Linked DNA regions of Mus musculus: regions 2 and 3 are each linked to region 1. Evidence: chromatin contacts called from public HiCAR-type and promoter capture Hi-C data. All regions are on one chromosome and are shown on one strand. The core of a region is the stretch at or near the end of the contact, and the rest is flanking DNA. Distances in the headings are between cores, read along the strand shown.

What was found. Promoter capture Hi-C pulls out the DNA fragments that hold promoters and counts their contacts. HiCAR-type assays count read pairs that join an accessible place to other places.
Region 2: a promoter capture Hi-C map of hippocampal neurons shows a contact between it and region 1, with 2.0 times the contacts expected there. The contact joins the promoter of Cenpf here to the promoter of A430027H14Rik in region 1. A contact is called at or near these places in 1 of 39 promoter capture datasets (hippocampal neurons), 1 of 484 Hi-C or Micro-C datasets (cerebellar granule neurons) and 1 of 115 datasets of contacts at active chromatin or transcription factors (SST interneurons).
Region 3: a contact with region 1 is called in a HiCAR-type map of astrocytes, with 2.4 times the contacts expected there. The contact joins the promoter of Kctd3 here to the promoter of A430027H14Rik in region 1. A contact is called at or near these places in 4 of 39 promoter capture datasets (the 3T3-L1 cell line, 3T3-L1-derived adipocytes, cranial neural crest and 1 more), 1 of 15 datasets of contacts at CTCF or cohesin (the NIH/3T3 cell line), 4 of 115 datasets of contacts at active chromatin or transcription factors (astrocytes, embryonic forebrain, epiblast stem cells and 1 more) and 1 of 9 other capture datasets (adipose tissue).

Annotation. Positions count from the first base shown.
Region 1 is chr1:189,341,534-189,344,595 of GRCm38.p6, reverse strand. It overlaps A430027H14Rik (RIKEN cDNA A430027H14 gene), which reads right to left and starts at 1,545. Exons shown (of 3, transcript NR_165462.1): 1 at 1,256-1,545; 2 at 491-637; 3 at 1-129. It overlaps Kcnk2 (potassium channel, subfamily K, member 2), which reads left to right and starts at 1,243. Exons shown (of 7, transcript NM_001159850.1): 1 at 1,243-1,553. The coding sequence starts at 1,508.
Region 2 is chr1:189,686,563-189,689,624 of GRCm38.p6, reverse strand. Cenpf (centromere protein F) reads left to right here and starts at 1,539. Exons shown (of 18, transcript NM_001081363.2): 1 at 1,539-1,649.
Region 3 is chr1:189,006,275-189,009,336 of GRCm38.p6, reverse strand. Kctd3 (potassium channel tetramerisation domain containing 3) reads left to right here and starts at 1,497. Exons shown (of 18, transcript NM_172650.2): 1 at 1,497-1,807. The coding sequence starts at 1,725.

The DNA of each region.
Region 1 (3,062 bases), core at 296-2,795:
AAGGCACCATCCAATCTCCTGCCCTTTCTAGGCCACTTCTGTTCCAAATCAGTTCTTGTCGCCAAGAGTGCAGCCAAGGTGTCTGGATAGAGTCGCCCAAGCTGGGGTTCTCCAAGTGCTGGGGAGGGGCTGGCCAACGAGTTCAGCCTGAGGGCTGGTGTCTTCCAGCCCCACAAAATCTGCCCACGCCCACAGCATTCAGCATCCTTAGCATCAGCCTTGGGATGGGATGGCAGGTTGTTCCAGAGAATGTAGTCTGTTTCCCTCCATCCTCCCCTGACTCAGTCATACAGTTCCTTTCGGATTCAGGAACTCCAGGCCCAAATCAAGCAGCCCTGAGAGTGCTGTGACTATTGCTTAACCCTTCCCCAGTGTAGCCTGGAACAGCTGGCACCATACTCTTGCAGTCCCCACTCTGAGGCTCACAAGGCAGCGGGATGGTATCTCTGTGCCACCCTGGTGGAGGGGCGCTAGCGAGGAAGATACTCACCTGTAGAGATCTGGGGTCTCTCTTGACACCCGGACTGGATTCGGGAAGGCATGGAAGACGCATGCATGACAGCTAGAGCAAGAGGTGGCAGGAGGACGCTGGGTGATGGGTGCAGGTGAGGCTCGAGCGGGAGGCAGGCCGAGGGCGCTGCGGGGAGGACGCATTGGCAGCTGGGGCGACGCGGACGCGCATAGGGCTGGGAGGGGTGTGCGGGGAGGCGAGCCCGGGCGGGGACACCGCAGGAGCAGGAGGAGGGAGTTCGGAAAGGAGGGAAGAGCGGCGAGGCGAGGGGAGAGTGGTGCTACGGGCCAGGCGGGCCACCCCGGGCCACACCCCCACCTTGCGGGCGCCCGGCGGGGCTCGAGCCAGGCGGGGCGCCTCACAAAGACATGCGGAGAGGGGCTGCACAGGGCCGCGGCACAAAGACACCCGGGTGCTCGGCCGCACGGGCTGCAGTGATCACCCCCTCGCTGAGCCCCGGGGCAGAGCCCAGCCGCCGGCCGAGCGCACGGAGCCAAGGGCCGAGCGCACCCAGGGCCCGCGCGGGACCCCAGGCGGCCACGCAATCGGGGTGACCCATCGCGCGCGGGGGCGTCGTCGTCCGATCCCAACTTGGCCTCGGCCTCGCCCTCTGCCCAGCCTGCCACCGCTGGTGTCCTCTCCTTCCGGCGATTTCGTTTCTTCTCACGCTCCCCCCTCTATACCCCTCCCGCCTCCAGCCCCGCTCTCCCCACCTTGTAAAACAAAGCCGGGGAAAATGCCTACCCGTGCAGCTCGGAGCGCGCAGCCCGTCTTGGAATAAGGAGTGAGTACAATGGCGTGTTGGTAAAAACAAAAAAGAAAAAAAAAAGAAAGAAAGAAAAAGAAAAGAGGAAAGAAAGAAAGAAAGAAAGAAGGAAAGAAGGAAAGAAAGAGAAAAGAAAAGAAAACAGAGAGAGAGAGAGAAAGAAAAGAAAAAAGCACCAAGTCTGTGTTAAAACAAACAAACAAACAAACATTTTGAATGCTGCATGCCTCATGCTTGCCAGCGCCTCGCGGGAGAGACCCGGCTATACTGCAGGAGGTGAGACCCTGGGCATCCATCCTGGCCCGCGCACGCTCTCCCGGGAGGGCAACGCAGGTCCCCTAGCTTCTCATCTTCCTCTCCATTCTGTGGGTTGGATGTGATTCGGGCTTGGTGACCTCAACCCCAGCACGCATACATTCCTGGCTCCGTCTTGCGCTTTTCCGCTGGTGCCTGGGGTTTTTGCGTTTGCCTCCCTCGGGTGTTGGTTTGGCGCAGCTTAAGACAGTTTCCAGAGAGGAGGGTCAGCCCTAGAGAGTAGCCCTCAAGCAGGTTGCACGGTGGCCCTGATCACACTTGTTGCCCATTGCATGGGGGACACGCAGTAGTGCTGGGGCAAACAATTAAAAGCTTGTTTCTGCTGCTGTTTTGGGGGTACTGGTGGCTGGCGGGCGGGAGAACCGATTATGGATGAGGACCAGAGACCAGGAGCTTAAAGAGGAGGACCATGGGGGAGGGGAGCGATAGTGATGGTGTGAAGGGTGTGTGGAAAGACCTGCCTCGCCTCTCACCGAACAGTAGAGGCTGGGAATCCAGTATCTAGATTAGATAGGGTTCAGGAAAGGCGCGCGCGCGGGGTGGGGGGGGGGGTGTTTTGTTTTTAAAATATTTATTCTGTATGCCACCAGATTCTATCCATTAAGTCTGCCAATTGTGCATTATCTGTTTCTGCTAATTAAATATAAGGACATAGCTTAAAAGAATTAAACTCCTTCAAGAAATTTATCAGCCCAACACACACACATACTTTGGTCACACACTGTGGTCATACATATACACACACACACTATGGTCTCTCACACACAGAAAGAGAATGGGGAGGGAGGGAGGAGGGAGGGAGGGAGGGAGGGAGGGAGGGAGGGAGGGAGAGAGAGAGAGAGAGAGAAAATAAAAGAATAAAATACATTACCATATCTGCCCTCTCTCCCCCCACCAAGTGCATCATGACAGTATCTTGGAGGAATTTCAGGCTGGGCTGGGTAACATTGGTGGTGGTTTCTAATTCTCTCTATGAAAAAGCTTTCTGAAAATCAGTACCTCTGGGGAGTGGGGGACCTTTGCTTAGAGAGGTGCTGTGGGGCTTCTTTGCTGTGATGGTTTGTTTTTGGGGGGTCTTTTGGTGTTTTGGGGGGCTCAATTTTATTTTATTTTAGTCAGAATCTGAGTCCTCATGAGGCTACAGGTGATGGTGATTTTTAACTGCTGTAAGCACTTCTAACAGCTCTTAAAAATCCAAACAGCCAACATCTGGCTGAGTGCTTATTTCAAGTGTCCTTGCCCTTGTCAATACAGCAAAAGTGCCTTGTTCTCTGTGGCTGTAATCAGAACAGGTGAATTGGCAGAAAGGGAGTCAGTCACGCTGGTAGGTGGTGGGCTGAGCCTCACTTAGGAAGTTGCTGCTGCAGCTGACCCTGGAGTCTCTATGCAGAGCACTGCTGCTGGGCTAGGTGGGGGCTGATTCCTCACGCCTGCTCTGATTTCATCATCTCTAAGTGAGGACTTCCCTCG
Region 2 (3,062 bases), core at 290-2,789, 350 kb before region 1:
TGGAGGGGTCCTTGAGTCAGAGAGAAACTAAGCCTTTTTTCTAATACTCTTGTTGCTATCAGTTGGAGTCAAATTACCAGAAACCAGAGGTCTTAGAATAGCAAAGAATTAAAGAGAAAAACTCCTGAAAGCAAGCAGCTTTTGGACATACAATAGCAAAGAATTAAAGTCAGAGAAATTGCTAAAAGTAAGTAGTCTTTGGCTACAGAATAGCAAAGAGAACTGCCAAAGATAAAGCAGCTTTGGTCTCCATCTGACTCTGTAACTCTTAGCTGCCTTCCTGGGGAAACTGGGTGCTGGGATAAGCCCTGGGCACTAAGTGACCCTAAAAAGAAATGGGATGTGAGCAGAGAGACAATGAGAGGGATCACTGGAGAGGAAAGAGGAACTGAGAGCATTTTTATGTTTTAATTTTATGTGCATGCATGTTTTGCCAGCACGTATGTCGTTACATACCTGTTGCCTGTGGGCCCAGAAAAGGGAATCAGATTCCCTGAGCTGGATTTATAGATAGTTGTGACCTACTATGTGGATGTTAGGAACTGTACCCAGGTCTTCTGCAAGAGCAGCAACTGCTGAGCCACCTCTACAATTCCAAGGATATTTACTTCTTTTTTTAAAATTATTTTATTTTAAATTTATTTTCCACACTCCATATTCCATACCCCCGCCCCTATCCACCCTCCGTTTGCATCACATCCCATACCTCCTATGGATATTTACTTTTAAAGAAAAATATTTAGGCATTTAGGTGCTATTAGGAAAGTGGAAGCAGTATACTCAGTTTAGAAGAGCCTTGTGAATATTTGAATCTGATGAAGTGTTCCCCTCGGATCTCATATTCAGTAAATCCTGTCGGCGTGAGCCACCACAACCCATGCGAATCGCATATCCAGATTTTGAAAATATGGAGATGACAGAGAGGTCAGCAGTTGAGTTTTGCATGCATGTCTAGATTCAAGTTCAGATTATTTGTTATACTGTGCCTCTGTTATCCGCCCCCCCACCCCCCGCCTCCCCTCCCCTCTTCTTTTCTTTTCGAGACAAGGACTCTTGTCTATAGCCAGGCTGTCCTCCAAACGCCCTCCGCAGGGCTGCTATGGCAGGTGCGCGCCAACTTTTAAAGTAATAATCAACTTCGCAGCTAACTTTTATAATAATAATCCCCTCAGAGCTAACACCTTACGCTTGTCCTACGGTTAGAGCGAGCGGCCTCCCCGCAGCACAGACCTCACCTTACCCTGCTCCTCAAGCCCGCCCAGCCGCTCAGGGTTTAACCCTCATTCAGACCCGCAGTCCGCTCCTCCCAGCGTGCGGAGCCCGTCTCTAGGCAACGCCAGTGCATCCGACGTCTGCGCAGGCTCCGCCGCCGGCTCTGCTTGTTTTTAAACAGTCGTCCAAAAGGGCCAATCAGAGGCGGCTCACCGAGAAGCCGGGTGAGGACTGGTCGAAAGCCTCTCGCCATGGCCAATGGGCGTGGAGGCTAGCTGGGCGGGACCGGAAGTGAGCGGGAGGGAAGAGGGGCGGCGGCGGCGGGCAGTTTGAATCGCTCGTGCTGGTCGGGGAGGAACGGTGCGCTGTGTGAGGAGCTCGGCGGTGAGGAACTCGGGGCTCGCAGAGCCCGGAGCCAGGTTCTGTGAGGAGCTCAGGTGAGCAGCGTCCCCCCTCGGGGCCCCCGTCCTCCGCCCGCGGCCCCCCATCGGAGGCCCGCATGGTTTCTAGAAGCTTCTTTCTCACTTGGCGGCTTAGGGTCGCCAGGGTGCCAGGCTGTGCTGTGTGCTCAGCAGCCAGAACTAGCTAGCACTGGCAGAGAGGCAGGGGATCCTGACGGAGGACAACAGCAGAAACCTGCCAGACCCTCTTTAGGGCCTGAGGCGGGCGGTGGGCCCATGAACGGAGCCCTCCGCATTTTAAAGACATACTTTCGGTGGAAGTTCTTTTACACCGTCACCACAGAGATTTTGCTTCATCTTTCAAAGTCTTCTTCTCAGACCCTGCCTCTTTAATCTTAATTTTTTACATTTACGGATTTTACAACTTTTGCTCTAGTGACCCGATTTAGGTGGCTGACAGGTTGTTCCGTACCCAGTCAACACCTAATGGCAATTAGGCGATCGGTGTGATGTATTTATATATAAGTGTAGGAGAGGTAGAAAATGTATATAAGTGTGTAATGAACATAGTAAAAAAAAATGCCTTTTAAACACCCAAGACTAATAACCAAAACTCTGACATCACTCACTCCAAATAACAATCCTAAAACCCCATGATCCCCAGTGAACAGTATATAATTGGAGACTAAGACAATGCTCTGCGCTGCACATATGAGAAGACACCACCATAATCTGCCCTCAGGAGCCTCAAATCAAAAACTTCTGTTGGCTTGTAAGGCCTTAATGGGAAAGGTTGTGTGTAGTCTTGCTTCAATTTGATGTCCCAGGATCAGGTGGTATCCAAGGGGGTCTCCTCCCCTCTCTGAGAAGGGAAGGTGTTTGTGAGGATGGGACTGGGATCACAGGCAGAAGGGGAGGCTACCATTAGGATGTAGAATGAATAAATAATAATAATAAAAAGGAAAAAAAAAACTGAACCTGACAAGCTAAAATATGTCACCCAGGTGAGCAGCCCTGGGAAGATAGGGTTAAGACTGTAATTAGAAATTTAAAGTGTAAATACTGTATACTAATCCTCAGCATAATAAAATATAACTTTAGTTATCTTAACTACATTTGTAAATATCTTCTTGCTCTCAACAAAGTGTGTGACTACAAACATGAATATAGCTGTTTGTAGGTTTTGAATTAGAAAATAAACCTGCTGGATTCCCTTGCTTATATTGCCTCTCTAGATGTTTTGTTGCTTTTATTTTGTTTTGTTTTTTGACTTGTTGGCTGTGTAGCCCTGTCTGGCCTGGAACTCACTCTGTAGACCAGGCTGGCTTCAAACTCAGAGATCCACTGGCCTCTGTCTCCCAAGTGCTGGGGTGAAAGGTGGATATGGCTGTGGCACGTTGATGTATTGATTTCGGTGGCTGGCTGAATTGTTAAGACAATTTTTGCGTG
Region 3 (3,062 bases), core at 248-2,747, 340 kb after region 1:
TGTAGCTGTATAAATACTTGTGAGCCTTCATGTGGTTGCTGGGGATTAGATTTTTTAGGACCTCTGCTCGCTCCTGTCAGCCTAAAGATTTATTTATTATTATACCTAAGTACACTGCTGCAGTCTTCAGACCTGCCAGAAGAGGGTGTCAGATCTCATTATGGGTGGTTGTGAGCCACCATGTGATTACTGGGATTTGAACTCAGGACCTTCGTAAGAGTAGTCAGTGCTCTTACCCACTGAGCCATCTCACCAGCCCCAGAAATAATCTCTCTGTCTGTCTCTGTCTCTCTCTCCCCTCCTTCCCTCTCTTACCCTCACACTCTCCCTCTCTCCCTCCCTCCCTCCCTCCCACCTTCTTTTCCTCCCCTTTCTCTTTTTGAGACAGGGTCTCTGTATCTCAGGCTGACCTCAAATTCTATGTAGTTGAGGAGGCCTCTAGTCCCTTCCTTATTCTTTTTCCTTGGTTCCCCCTACCCCCACAGTGCTGAGGTTACAGGATAGCACATCTGGTGTGGCTGTCCTTTATAAAAATCAATTCTGGAGCCAGGCGGAGGCAGAGGTAGGCAGATTTCTGAGTTCGAGGCCAGCCTGGTCTACAAAGTGAGTTCCAGGACAGCCAGGGCTATACAGAGAAACCCTGTCTCAAAAAAAAAAAAAAAAAAAAAAATCATCAATTCTGGAGAAAGTGTATCATCTCAGTGGCATATTTGGCAGCAAAATTAAGCAATGTTTAATGAGGATAAGATGTTTTCTATCCTCTTATAGTTCATCAGTTTTAAATTTTATGAGAAAACTATTAGACATTTAATGCTTACAGTTTAGCTTGTTGAATTAGATATCTTTGAAATATAGTGTGCTGTCTCCATTAGCTGACCTACATCCCATTGCCATAGTACTCTTTAAAAGTATGATTTAGAGGTTGGACATTTAGGTCAGTGATGCCTAGCAAGCACAAGGCCTCATCATATTCCATCCCCAGGAGGACACACTCACACACACACACACACACACACACACACACACACACACACACACGAAATCGCTAAGGTTTGGTGCTCCAATGCATAATGCTGAGAGAGAGAGAAACAAAAATCAATCAGTAAAGAAAATAAAAGTGCGTGTATGTACAATCTAGAAACATGTTGCTGGATACCGCTCACTCCAGCAGGGTTTTTGCTTTCTCCTGCCCTGAGGAGTGGTGGCATGGAAACTATGCAGTTTGCAGGTAATGCGCTGTATGGTGTTCAATATCTTTTCATCGAGTGTACTTAGATCAGTCTGAATAACTGCGAAAGTTTCTTTTTTACCTAAATCTTGTGCTGGTGAAGAGGCAAGGGGCAAATCTTTCCTAGGCCATCGGTGGCAGAAGACCCTTCGTCCAGCCCCGCCCATCGCCAGGAGCTCCTCCCTCTCACCAGCCCCGCCCACTCCTTCTTCGTAAGCGTGAAGCGCCGGCGCTACAGCTTTTTGTCCCTCGCGGCGACCCGTCCTCCAGATGGTTGTGGCGGCCGCCATGGAGGCGAGTGGGCTCTGAGGAGAGGCCGGGCTGGGCCGGCGGCCTCCAGCCACGAGCGGCGGAGGCCACGAACACGTAGTGGGGGAGGCTGGAGCGAGCCGGGCCGCTGCGGGAGGCTCGGCGTTCCGAGTGTGCTCCGGCCGCCGAGCCGCCGCTCCTGGCTCCGGCTCCGGCTCCGGCCCTGGCTCCGGCTCCCGCCGCAGACATGGCGGGCGGGCATTGCGGCAGCTTCGCCGCGTCGGCGGCCAGCAGCGGGGAGATCGTGCAGCTGAATGTGGGGGGGACCAGGTGAGCCCGCGACCGCGCGGGAACAGTGGGTGGGACGCCCGCTGCTGTAGGAGTGGCATGTGCCAGCCTAGGTGGGATAGGTGTTACAGCCGGGGCGGCGTCTGCACGGCCAGGTGGGGTACCCTCGGCAGGGCAGGGTGGCATCTACCTGGTCAGGTCGGGTACCCACTGCAGGGCAGGGCGGCGTCTACCTGGTCAGGTCGGGTACCCTCCGCAGGGCAGGGTGGCATCTACCTGGTCAGGTCGGGTACCCACTGCAGGGTAGGGCGGCGTCTGCACGGCCAGGTGGGGGACCCGGAGACAGGTAGGTACAATTTTGCATGATCCAAGCAGCCCTATGCACTCTTCAGAGTCTGGTTCCAGGTCGAGTGTATAGACTGTTAAAACTCAGTCTTTATTCCCCCGGGTTCCTATGGTGTAAGTAAGGCCACAGGAACACAGTTGGCATGGTGGGCCTGCCTGACCAAGTGACTTGGGGCCTCTGGAGGGTTGAGGCATGCTGACACCGAGCTGTCAGCGTTGCAGCTGGTTGTCGTCTCCCGTGCTAGGGCTTGAGTTGTTGCATAGGAGCAACCGGTTGGACTGTTGAGTCTTTAGTCTCTATTAGACCTTCCACTCCCATTTTGTTGGAGTGGAAGTTTGTTGGCAAAACAAACAAACAAACCAAACAAGCAACAAAACCAAAAACCCATTTTTGTATTTGCCGTGACTTACACATGACTCTTCTCAGAAAAGGATATTGCCCCTACTAGTTGAGGGAAGCTTGGGTTTAAGGCATAGTAAGAATAGAGGGAGAGGGGGGTTCTAATGCGCAGGCTATTCTGTTGTCCTGGGAAGGCTAGTTTTCAATGTCTTAAGATTTTAAACGTGTAACACTTTTGTTATTTAAAAATACAAATTAACAGTTGTGAAACAATGGGCTCTCTGAGTGCTGGAGAACTTGGGGTGGTCTTCCTGCTTTGTCACCTTTTACCTCCAAAGCAAAGTTTTAACAGTTGGAGACCTTGCACCTCTAGTGCATTCCTTAAGTAGCAGGTCATATGCAAATGACTTCCGCTGCATTTTATACTTACTAGGTCCTGTGCAAATGACCTCATCTAGTGTAAATAGTGTGTCTTCCCTGCCCACCTACGATTACAGGAACCTATTGCAAGTGACCTGGTATGTGAAAGTGAAATAGTCCACAAAAGGCGTGGGCAGTGTTACTACAGAGAAGCAGAATGGTGCTCGTGGCAAACCTTAACCCTGGTTTCTC